2 separate regions of the Mus musculus genome follow, and region 2 is linked to region 1. A link is a contact called in public HiChIP or PLAC-seq data. All regions are on one chromosome and are shown on one strand. The core of a region is the stretch at or near the end of the contact, and the rest is flanking DNA. Distances in the headings are between cores, read along the strand shown.

Evidence for each region. HiChIP or PLAC-seq counts read pairs in DNA pulled down with a chosen protein or histone mark.
Region 2: a contact with region 1 is called in an H3K27ac HiChIP or PLAC-seq map of acute myeloid leukemia, with 3 times the contacts expected there. The contact joins two enhancer-like sites. A contact is called at or near these places in 2 of 484 Hi-C or Micro-C datasets (cerebellar granule neurons and macrophages) and 1 of 115 datasets of contacts at active chromatin or transcription factors (acute myeloid leukemia).

What each region holds. Positions count from the first base shown.
Region 1 is chr2:129,487,817-129,493,336 of GRCm38.p6, forward strand. The region is part of intron 1 of F830045P16Rik (RIKEN cDNA F830045P16 gene); the gene reads right to left. Gm14040 (predicted gene 14040) reads right to left here. Exons shown (of 3, transcript NR_166423.1): 3 at 5,303-5,520. Among named protein-coding and RNA genes, the nearest start is that of Gm14040, 25 kb to the right of the region's middle. Within about 2 kb of position 2,170, at least 85 of the 459 cell types and tissues checked have an H3K27ac peak or open chromatin away from gene starts, as enhancers often do. A contact at or near this core is called in acute myeloid leukemia, where this site is marked.
Region 2 is chr2:130,037,931-130,043,282 of GRCm38.p6, forward strand. It overlaps Tgm3 (transglutaminase 3, E polypeptide), which reads left to right. Exons shown (of 13, transcript NM_009374.3): 9 at 433-678; 10 at 3,827-4,135. Among named protein-coding and RNA genes, the nearest start is that of Mir6339, 24 kb to the left of the region's middle. Within about 2 kb of position 2,766, at least 28 of the 459 cell types and tissues checked have an H3K27ac peak or open chromatin away from gene starts, as enhancers often do. A contact at or near this core is called in acute myeloid leukemia, where this site is marked.

The DNA of each region.
Region 1 (5,520 bases), core at 920-3,419:
GAACATGGTATTGAGTCTCCCACTATCAGTATGTGAGGGTCAAATGTGATTTAAGCTCTAGTAATGTTTCTTTTATAAAAGTGTTCTTGTATTTGATGCACAGATGTTAAGAATTTCAATGTCCTTTTGGTGGATTTTTCTTTTCAGTGAATGCATAGTGTCTTTCCCTGGCTCTGCTGATTAGTTTTGTTTTGAAGTCTCTTTTGTCATGTATTAAAATGGCTACAAGGACTTGCTTCTTAGGTCTGTTAGTTTTGAGCTGGTTTTTCCATCCTTTTACCCTGATATATGTCTGTGTGTTTCTTGGATGCAACTGAAGGTTTTCAAATCTATTTAGTTTAGACTGTGCCTTTTTATTGGGGAATTGAGACCATTGATGTTGAGAGACATGAACGAGCCGTGTTTGTTGATTTTATTATTTGGTTGGGGTGGTGTACGAATTTTTCCCTTCTTCTTTTGATTTGCTCATCTGATATAATGTATTCCTTGTGTTTTCCTGGGCGTGTTTAGCTTCTTTGGGTTGAAGTTTTCCTTCTAGTACCTCCTGTGGGGCTGTATCTGTACATAGTTACTGCTCAAATTTGGTTTTATCATAGAATGTGATTTTAAAGAAGCTCACAGTCGAGAGACTTTGAACTTTTAAAAAGGATTGGGGATTTTACGAAGATTTTGGATTTTAAAAGAGCCTGAATATTTTAAAGTGACTGAATTTTTAAGTGTTTGAGTTTTTAAAGACTGTGGGATGTTTATATTGTAATGTTGATATTCACGTGAAATCTTGGAGATGGACAAGAGAGGAAAGGTTGTTGCTTAAAAGTGATGTGTTTGTGTGTCAAATTGACAAAGGATCCATTGTTCTGGCTAGTTTTATGTCATCTTGACACAAACTAGGGTTATTGAAGAGGAAGGAATCTCAGTTGATAAAATACCTCCATAAGATTGGTCTGTCTATAAGCGAGACTGTATGAAATTTTCTTAATTAGTTATTGATATGGGAGGGCCCAGCCCAGTGTGGGTAGGGCCATTCCTGGGCTGATCACCCTGGTTCTATTAGAAAGAAGGCTGAGCAAGCCATGAAGAGAAAGCTAGTCAGCACTACCCTCCATAGCTCCTGCCTCCTGGTTCCTGCCCTGTTTAAGTTCCTATCCTGACTTCCTTCAAAGATGAATAGTGATATGGAAGTATAAGTCAAATAAACCCTTTCCTTCCCAAGTTGCTTTGGTCATGGTGTTTCATCACAGCAATAATAACCTTAACTAAGACAGGACTTAAGGATGATACAATTAATCATTAAAGTTTATTAAGATTCCTAAGGTGATAATGATCTATTCATGGTAACAAAAACTAACTTAAAAAGTTGTGCCTATGGTCAGCATGGAGGTACATGCCCAAGTGCTCTGCCAGCACTTGAGAGGCAGAAGCAAGTGGCTCTCTGTGAGTTTGAGGCCAGCGTGGTCTACAGAACAAGTTTCAGCACAGCTAGGGATACACAGAGAAATCATGCCTCAAAACAACAACAACAAACAGAAACCAACCAACAAACAAAAACCAGCAATATCAACAAAAACAAAACAACAAAAAAAGAAATCAGCAGGGACCTCAGGCTACATTTGATGCAATATAGATGTTATAATCATATGGGGTCTACACCATTGCTAAACAAGTATGTGAGAGATATGTAGCTTACCACTGAAAGGGGGGGTGTAATAAAAACGAATATATATACAGATGGCAATGTGCTAGATCTTCAGAGACAAAGACCTTCCCCCTCCCAGTTGCTACTGATAATGTGGTAAAATTATCTGTCTTCTGCTACATGCAAAAGGGAAATATTGCTACTGCCTGGGGCAACCACAGAGCAGAAAGAAACAGAAGTAGCAACTTCCCCAAAATGTAGGGGGGAGGAGGTAGTGGTAGAAGAACTTCCTTTGTGACTAACCTCATTGATTCCCAGCCTATTAAGTAAATGGGACCCCAATTACAAAAAGAAATGGCTGTTTAAGACTGAAAACAGGGACTATTGAGCATTTGACGAGAAATGATAGCCATCCTTGAGGCCATTGCCCCGAGTTGGTTAAACAGTTCCATAAGGGAGCTCACATCAGCCAGACAGCTCTGGAAACTATATTAGGCTCACATTTTTATGTTCCCTAACTTGCCAGGATACCCAATGAGCATGTGGACAGTGTGACCCAGTGCCCAGGATAACCCATGACAGTGACTTAGGGCCCTCCTCAAATGCAGAATTTTGGAAAAACCCAATTAAAAAAAAATTGGTTGTTGACTTTACAGAACTTCCCTAAATCAGGGGTTACAAATGCTTGCTTGTCTGTGTAGTTTCTCAGGCTGGATAGAAATCTTTTCTACTCATAGGAGGTGGCCCTGCTTCTAAAAGAAATGGTTTCTAGGTTTGTAATTCCTATTACTACAGGATTAGACCATGGGCCAGCACTTACAACAAACCACACAAAACCATATTATATAAAGGACTTAATGCTGATAGAATTCACTTTGGTTTTACTTTTTTATGTATGCAAAGAATTCGATATGGAGAATTAAAGACTTTGATAAAATTGATTGACTTTACAATACGTGTTGCTTGCACATAAGAACATCCCCTGACGAAAACAGTACTCTTTCCCTTGGATGGGGCACAGAGCCCACTGTAGCAATTGAGTGTTAGTTGATGAATGTTGCAGAATATGGGAAAGCGAGACTTGCCAGAATCTTTTGCTCCTGTTCCCAACTTTATAAGCAGAGCCACCAATGAACACCCCTCCTTAATAGGGAAGACGAGCTACTTCTCAAGTCTCACACAACAGGGGGATGGATTCTTTTGTCTAATGGGGGACGCTTGGAGCCTGTATCCACACTATGAATGTCTCAAACTAACAAGGGACATGTGATAAGTATTCTGTGCTCATCTCACAAGCTAAAATATGGTGGCTCTATGGGCCATGGAACTTTTTATTCAAGCCTACAACCAGACTGGTGGGACCTGCACACTGCCTCATTGGCTGCACCCTTTACCCTGGCCTTCCACTCCCCTCCTCCTAGTAAAGCTAAGTCCAGGGATAAGAGGACAATATCTGGGTCCTTTAGTATCTGCATTGACTCTATGGGAATCCCCAGAGGAATTCCAAATTCGTTTAAGACTGTAAACAAATAGTTACAAAATTCAAGTAGGCTATATCTTTTGTGGTCGATGATAAATAAAAACATAAAATAATGAACAAAGGCTTATCAATTATACCAGGGCTAATCTTTCAGGCGTATCATCAGCTGGATGTCACCAGCCAAATGGCTTGGGGCTAGGGGAGGGATCCTGACTATGATGCTAAAGACAAAAGAGATTTGTAGTATCCTCGGTGTGGTGGCTCATCTTGATTTTCAAGTTGACTGCATCCAGAGTCATCCAAAACCCAAGCAGCCAGGCGCGCCTGTGAGGGGTCCTTGATTGGCTCATTTGGAGTGGCAAGACCCACAAAATCTGGGCCACACCTTCTGGTCGCAGTCCATATAAAAGGTCATGGAGGAAGGAAGCTTTTGCCTTTTGTCTACCTTCCTTCATTGCTGGCAAATGTATCTACCTTGTTGCTGAGGCTTTCCTTTGCTGGTGCTAGAACCTGCTTCTTCAGGATTCTCGCACTGACTGAAGACCAGCTAAGACATCTAGCCTCATGAACTGAATAACTGCCAGGTTCTTGGACATTGCCTCAGGAGATAGCCTTTGTTGGGCTAGCTGGACCACAGCCTATAGGCCACTATATATATATACATATACACACACATATATATACATACATATATATACATATATACACATTATATATATATATATATATATATATATATATATATATATATACTGAAACTGTTCAGGGAAGCAGAGCAAAGTCTGTAATGGGGGTCCTTAGTCCGTGCTTTTCTGAAGTAAGAAACAGCAGAGTCTGAAACAATTGCTGTGGTTCCCAGTCTTCTGTGTACCCAGGCAACACTGGCATATTGCTAGGAGTCAGGAATGGCGATCCACGATTCCTCTCAGAGCATCCACTCACTGGGCATAAAAGGGAAGACATAGCCCAGGACAGGGGGTGGGACCTGATGTGATTCTGAGTGCAGAGGGGCTGGGAGAGAGAAGGCCTTCTTCAGGAGATTTAGGTGCCCCTCTTTACTAACTCTGAAGGCCTTCCCTGGCAGCGATCTGTGATGAAGAAACAGTCTTCTCTTGTCCGAACTGTTTTATTTGATGGAGGATATGAATGCACACACCATACTCAGGGTGAGCCAGGGATTGAATACCTTTTGTTGGAAGGGATACCCAGGAAGGGAAGCTCATTGCCTGAAGGCTCAAGGCATATCTTGATACCTCATTAGCATGGAGAACTCCAGGGTTTTTATGCTATGTGACTGATTGCCACGGCCCTCAATGGGGTGGCATGGATATATGTTCCAGAACAGGTAGAGGCAGGCAGGGAGCGGCCTCACTCCTACCATTCTCAATTCTGAGATTCATGGGGTCTGAGCTCACTCAACCTTACCAGTTCTTCTGTCTGGTAGTATGGTCCACTTGCCCCACACTGAGTTCCTTGTCAAAGTCAGAGGAGTCATGATTACAATTAGATGTTATATGGCTCCATGTTTATAAGTATTTATCCAATGACTACTTACAAAATGTATAACTTTCAAAATTCATAAATAATATCATAATATATTCTGGATGAATATCACAAATAAAAATTGAAAACATTAGTTACATTTTATAAATGTATTGTTAATAAATATTTAAGAGACATTTAAGAGAAAGTCAAAATTCTGCAGGGTCAACACTTCTGAAAATCAAAATATGTGCTTAAGGTTCCACATTGTTTGCCAAAGTTGTACTACATTTTTCAGTGGTAGCATTTGAACACATTTTTTTCTTAATGCACAATTACTAAGTCAAGTCAACCATGTAAAACCATAAAGTTAAGCTCTAACTATTCAAACTAAGCTCCAATCCTTGTGTTAGGTGTGAAAACTCAGCGGGACCCATGGTGGATATGCTGGCTTGCTTTGGAATCCATCCCTCTATACTAACTGTGGCAGAGATGATTTCCTGGGCTCAACACAACAGAATGAAGCCAGCCTCTTGCAACTGGGAATGTGTTCCTGATTTGTCAACATCATGTAAACCGACCATCTGAAGTGACCAAGCTTTGATGCTGGAAGACCAGTAAGACAGGAGGATCATGCTAGAGCTACCCTGGGAACTAACCAGGCTGTGCAGAGTGGAAACTTGAGGATTTGACTACCAAAAGAAGCAAGTAGATTATTTGTTTTATTTTCTTATCTATTATACCCCTTGACATTATATACATTTGTTCTAATATTTGCTGTAGACCTGACTGCTACAGCCCCGCTATGGCAGAAAATTTCTGTTGCCTCCCAGACAAGTGGTAGTTAGGAAATTTTCATGTTGTTTTTTGTTTTGTTTTATTTTTATTCTCCTAATAGTTTTTGATTGCTTTTTCTAGAAGA
Region 2 (5,352 bases), core at 1,516-4,015, 550 kb after region 1:
TCAGGCCTGGGCCTTTACTTTTGGTGAAGGTTGGGGTTAAAAACTCTGAGGAGGAAGGATCCCACGGACTAGATGTTCAGGAAAGACTTCTAGAGATAGAAAGTCAGTACACCTCTGGGCTAGAGTGATTTCAGAGGCAGAAAGGCAGCACCTCAGAGAAAGACCAGACTGAGCTCAGTGGTTCTGCCCAGGTGAGACATGCAAGTCTTAAGTGGAGCTGGACCAGGGACTTGGTACAGAATGATGGTGATGGGTATCTGCTCTGTGCTAGACCAATGGGTCACAGTTAGAGCTGAGGTCTGGCTGGAGTAAAGGCAGAGGAGTGCTATGTTGTCATATCAGTATGCCCCCAGAGTCAGATCCTAGCCAGGCTGGAGTGGATGGGTTTAGCTGTGGTTTGCATGCATCTAAATTCTACATTCTGGCCATCAGGTGTGTTCCAGTGCGGTCCAGCTTCCGTTAATGCAATCAAAGCCGGTGATGTGGACCGGAATTTTGACATGATCTTCATCTTCGCGGAGGTTAATGCAGATCGCATCACTTGGATCTATAATAATAGAAATAACACCCAGAAGCAGAATTCTGTGGACACTCACTCCATTGGCAAATACATCAGCACCAAGGCAGTAGGCAGCAACTCTCGCATGGATGTCACAGACAAGTACAAGTATCCAGAAGGTAGGATGGGTGCTGATGGAGCGATGCCACATGGGGGGGCTTGGTGATGGGTGGACAGCTCTGAGAGCAACAAGAAAAAGAGCCTTTCCCCGGTACTCCGACATCCCAGCTAGTTGTAAAGAAATGGCAGGATGTCTCAAGTGCTCAACTGTTGTTTTCCATGGGGACAGAAGCATTAAGGACAGCTACAATATCTGAGGGAGTTAACGTCAGAGCACAGACAAGGGTAAACCCAGTCCACCTCCAGATATGTCCTTTCTCAATTGTCAACTGAACTGATGTTACTATGATTGGGCATCACAGGGAGAGGTCTGGTCCTCAAGGGCTTTGGGACACATTTCTCTATCAAGTCTCTAGTCTCCAAGAACACAGACAGAGAATGCCATCTCGGTAAAGAAACAAACTCAGGGATGTGAGCTTGTGCCATCTGCATGCATTGGCCCCCACCCACTCAGGAGCCCTGGGGTATGATTCCTAAAGGAGTCTAATGAAATCTCCATCATCTGTACTGCTGCCATCCTCCTACGGTAACCTAGGAAGGCCATGGTCACACCATGTTGCTATGGGAACCAGCAGCAAAGCCGTTCTCAAGGAAGGCAAAAGCTTTCCACTTGGAAGTGTGGTTCTGCCTTAGAAACAGCCCAGAGTAATTTAGCAGTTGCTCTAGCAGGCCATGGCTACTCTCCAATGGACTCATACTTTGCTCTTTCTAAAATACTTGGGGAAAGTTGACTCAAGACTCAAATGATCCTCACAGAAATTTCTAGGAAGTGGTAGAGGGAAGGGTGAAAGAAAAGTGTGCTTCTAAAAATCAGACCGAATCTCCGACAACTGCTGACTATTGGTCAGTGTTCAAAGGAGAAAACTGTCTCTTGAAGGTGGAGTCTAACTCTGAGACCAGAGGTGTCCACTCTAGGTACCAGTGGATGGACACTTTGTGGTCTGTAAACACTGTTGAAATTCTCTGAAATAGAAATACACTTGTTTGAGAATGGTAGAACATTGGAAAGAGATCATGCCTGCTGTAATAAACTATCTGACAACTTTCACAGTCTGAGTGCCTACTCCAGGTACCCTGTAGATAAATCTCAGCAGATGGTGTCACTGGCGAGGCAGGTGCCAGGCTGGTAATTTCAATAGCATGGTGTAAGACAAGCATGGGGAACAGGAAACAATCCAGGACAGAAGGAGACTCTCATCCTACCTACCACTTATAACAGGCTTTGTATTATCTCTGATTTTCTTGTTCCCCGGCCAACCAAACAAGAATAGCAGTGTCTCTCTTGGGTTGGATTCCAATACAAAAATGCACACAGAGTAGAGTGTTTGGCACACAGTAAGGACTTAATGACTAGGATGGTGAGCTCCATCCATTTGGATACCTTCCCTTACCTTCCCTGGAATAACACCTTTCCACAGATTCTTTTGTTTATGTACTGCTGCTCTCCTGGCTGTATGAGCCTGTGACTTTCCCTACTACTCTCACATATTGATCCTGTGACTCTGAAGTCCTAGAAACCTTCTAAGCAATGGAGGGAAGCCTAGTAGGAAGCTCCCTCCAGGACTCTTGGCAGGACCTCTGCTCATGCGTGACAGCAGGATGGAACAGCTATCTGACGTTACCTACATCTTCTTGCCTAATAATGCCAGTTGGTCTCAGAGAGCCCCAGGCAGGAAAAGCTCATAAAAATGGGTTGCTAAGCATTTGCACAATAGCAATACTGCGGTGAGAAAACAGCAGCAGGAAGCATAGTCTTGAGTAAGCTCAGCAGGTGACCTATATAGGCTCTGGAACCTCCTTGTCCAAAGCCTGCTTCGGGGACTCACGCAAAGAGGCTCAGAGGCTCAGTAGAGCCTTCAGCTTTGGGTGTGGACTGACAGCTCAGTCAGAGAGGATGGAAGGGCAGTCAGAGGAACCTGACCCTCCGGGAGCTCTCAAGCTGGGTAATCTAGCCTCTTGCTTTCAGCAGGGTGGGTACAAGGGAGGAGCCTTAGACCAGGCTCCAGATCTCTGGAGATGAGTCCCTCCCTTTCTTCATCTAAATCCCAGAGTAGCCCAAACCAGTAGCTTCCCTTAGATTGCATGAGCCTCTGAAGTCCCTGCCAGGGAATTTACATAATTCATGGAAAGGACTCACTGACTTGGAGAGGACTTATCTTAAGCCTTCTGGTTTACTTTGAAACTTTCACAAGTTGGTTTTAGGAAAGCCTAAGGATCCATACATGCCAACATGGTCACTCTTCTGTCCTCTTGGGAGGCCAAGACCTTCTGCTGTATGGTACATGTGTCTGCAGGTCAAGGCCAGGAGCAGCCGGTGAACTGCTTAGTCAGCCTGAGCTTGGAGTTGTTTGCTCTGTTCCCAGTGTGCCGAGCCTTTAGGGTGTCACCAGTGCTGTCCTCTCACTACTTCTGCTGCCATAGTCAGCAGCACCTATAGAGTCAGGGAATGCACCCTTTGTTTGAGCCCTTGTGGTTTTTGAGACTCCAAACATCTCAGCAATTCAAACTAGCCATGACTTAGAACCTCATCAGCCTCAGGATGTTCTTGCTGACTTGCACAGACAAAAGTGTCACTTGCTGACTCTCAAAGTGCCTCTAGACACAGCCTGGGGAACGTGGGGACGGGATTTGGAGTTCTTCCTCCTGAGTCTGGCTTTGCTTATGGATTCATTCTCAATTCTCTCCATTCAGTTTTGTTGTCTGCTTTTAAATGATCGGTTTGTTCTTCAAGTCTCAGGAAAAGACCTTCCAGTCAAAGAACGAGAAAGGAAGTGAGAAAGAGATGGAAGGAAGGAGGGAGGAAGGGAGGTAGAAAATGAAAAAAAAAACTAACTTAAAACAAGGAAATAATGAAGCCCCATAGTAATGTTTGCAGAAACTGACCTAGCTTTCTCAGTGGCTTCCCAAGGGTATAGACTTGATTGAAAAGGGACCACAGCCCAGCTGGCCTGGAAGCCTTATACTAAGAAGGGTTAATGGAGACCTGACAAGATTAGACCCTTGCTGGGAGCATTTTGGACAGGTAGAAGTAGTGTCAATGTTAGATCTAGGCCACTTTCCAGGCGGGTCGCACTGTCCATTGTCTGAATTGCAGCTATATCTCTGAGGTACCCTTGTTTAGTTTTTGTTTCCCTCGCCAATGCACAGGTTCCAGTGAGGAAAGACAAGTGCACCAAAAGGCTTTGGACAAACTCAAACCTAACGCATCTTTCGGCGCAACATCTTCGAGGAATCCAGAAGGGGAAGACAAGGAGCCCAGCATTTCTGGGAAGTTCAAGGTCACGGGGATACTGGCAGTAGGCAAAGAAGTCAGTCTGTCCCTGATGCTCAAAAACATGACTAATGACAGGAAGACAGTGACGATGAACATGACAGCCTGGACCATCGTCTACAATGGTACCCTTGTCCACGAAGTGTGGAAGGACTCAGCCACAATATCCTTGGATCCTGAAGAAGGTAACTGACTCATCCTGTAGTTGGTGGGACTCAATCAATCTAGGGCCCAAAAGAGTTGCTCACTGATGGGATCCTACTGCTTCCCGTGAGTCGGTTGACTGTGGGCAGAGTAGTGAACAGCCTCCATGGGTAAAGCCTTAGTTCTGATGTTCTGGAAGCTGCTGTCTTATGAGCAAGGACAGTCACTGTGGTGGTAACTCCATGTTTGTTGTGCCCTGGCAAAGGAAGAAGGGAGGCTTCAGCAGTTCATAGCCACATCACAGTGCCCTGTACAGGTTTATGCCACCCTGCATGATTTTCAGATTGAATGTAACCTCATCTGACCTTCTTTAAAAAGGGGTGATTTCAAGCCTCATGTTATAGAATTGAACAGAAGGCTTCGGATACTTGTGACTCGCTTGTGCCATGGTGATTAAGGGCCAGTGCTGAGGTGTTGGTCCTTGGTGTCCTGATGTCACCTCCTGTTTGCTAGGCTTTGTAGCTGTTTTCCTGTTCTCACTGCCCCCTGCCCCAGTTCTGTTGTAGGTTTGACCTTGGGTGGTCTTTGAAAGATCCCAGAGTCTTAAATCCTTGCCCCATGTTGCCCATAGCTTTCAGGCTCTGGGTACAATTTTCCTGATGACAGTGACAGGTTTTCTTGGATAGCTAAGCATTTGGGAGGTTCAGTGACTTGTTGCTCCAGGGCAGCAGAGATGGGAAGGAAACCAGGCAGAACAGAAGGAGACTGATTCTGTGGGATTAGAACATAGGTGTGTGCCGGCATTGGCAAAATCCTGGCGCTGTTATGAAAAGTTTGGGCTGACAAAGCAGATTGACAAGGGTGGGGTGACTATTTGCTTCACATCAAGAATTAATAGAAACTGGTTAATTATATAGCCTGTCCTGAAAGAATTCCAAGAAATATTGAGCTGTGTTACCTCTGCTAAGAGGCAGCATCCCTTCCAGCAGAAATGTCAGTGTCAGAAGCAACTGTTGGTGTTATTTACCTCTGACACCTAAAAAATTAAAAAAAAAAAAAAAGGGGAGCCCAGGGTCTCCCAGATGCTAGGCAAGAAGGCTACCTATTTCTGTAGACCAAAAATATCCCATATGAAGGGGGAAAAATTTTCATCCTCTGTTAAAACACAAAACAAAACAAACAAAAAACCCCAGCAGACTGGAAGGCAAAGCAGGTGGAGTGGGCATTGGAGCCTGACGCTCAGGCGCTTCCTGGACAA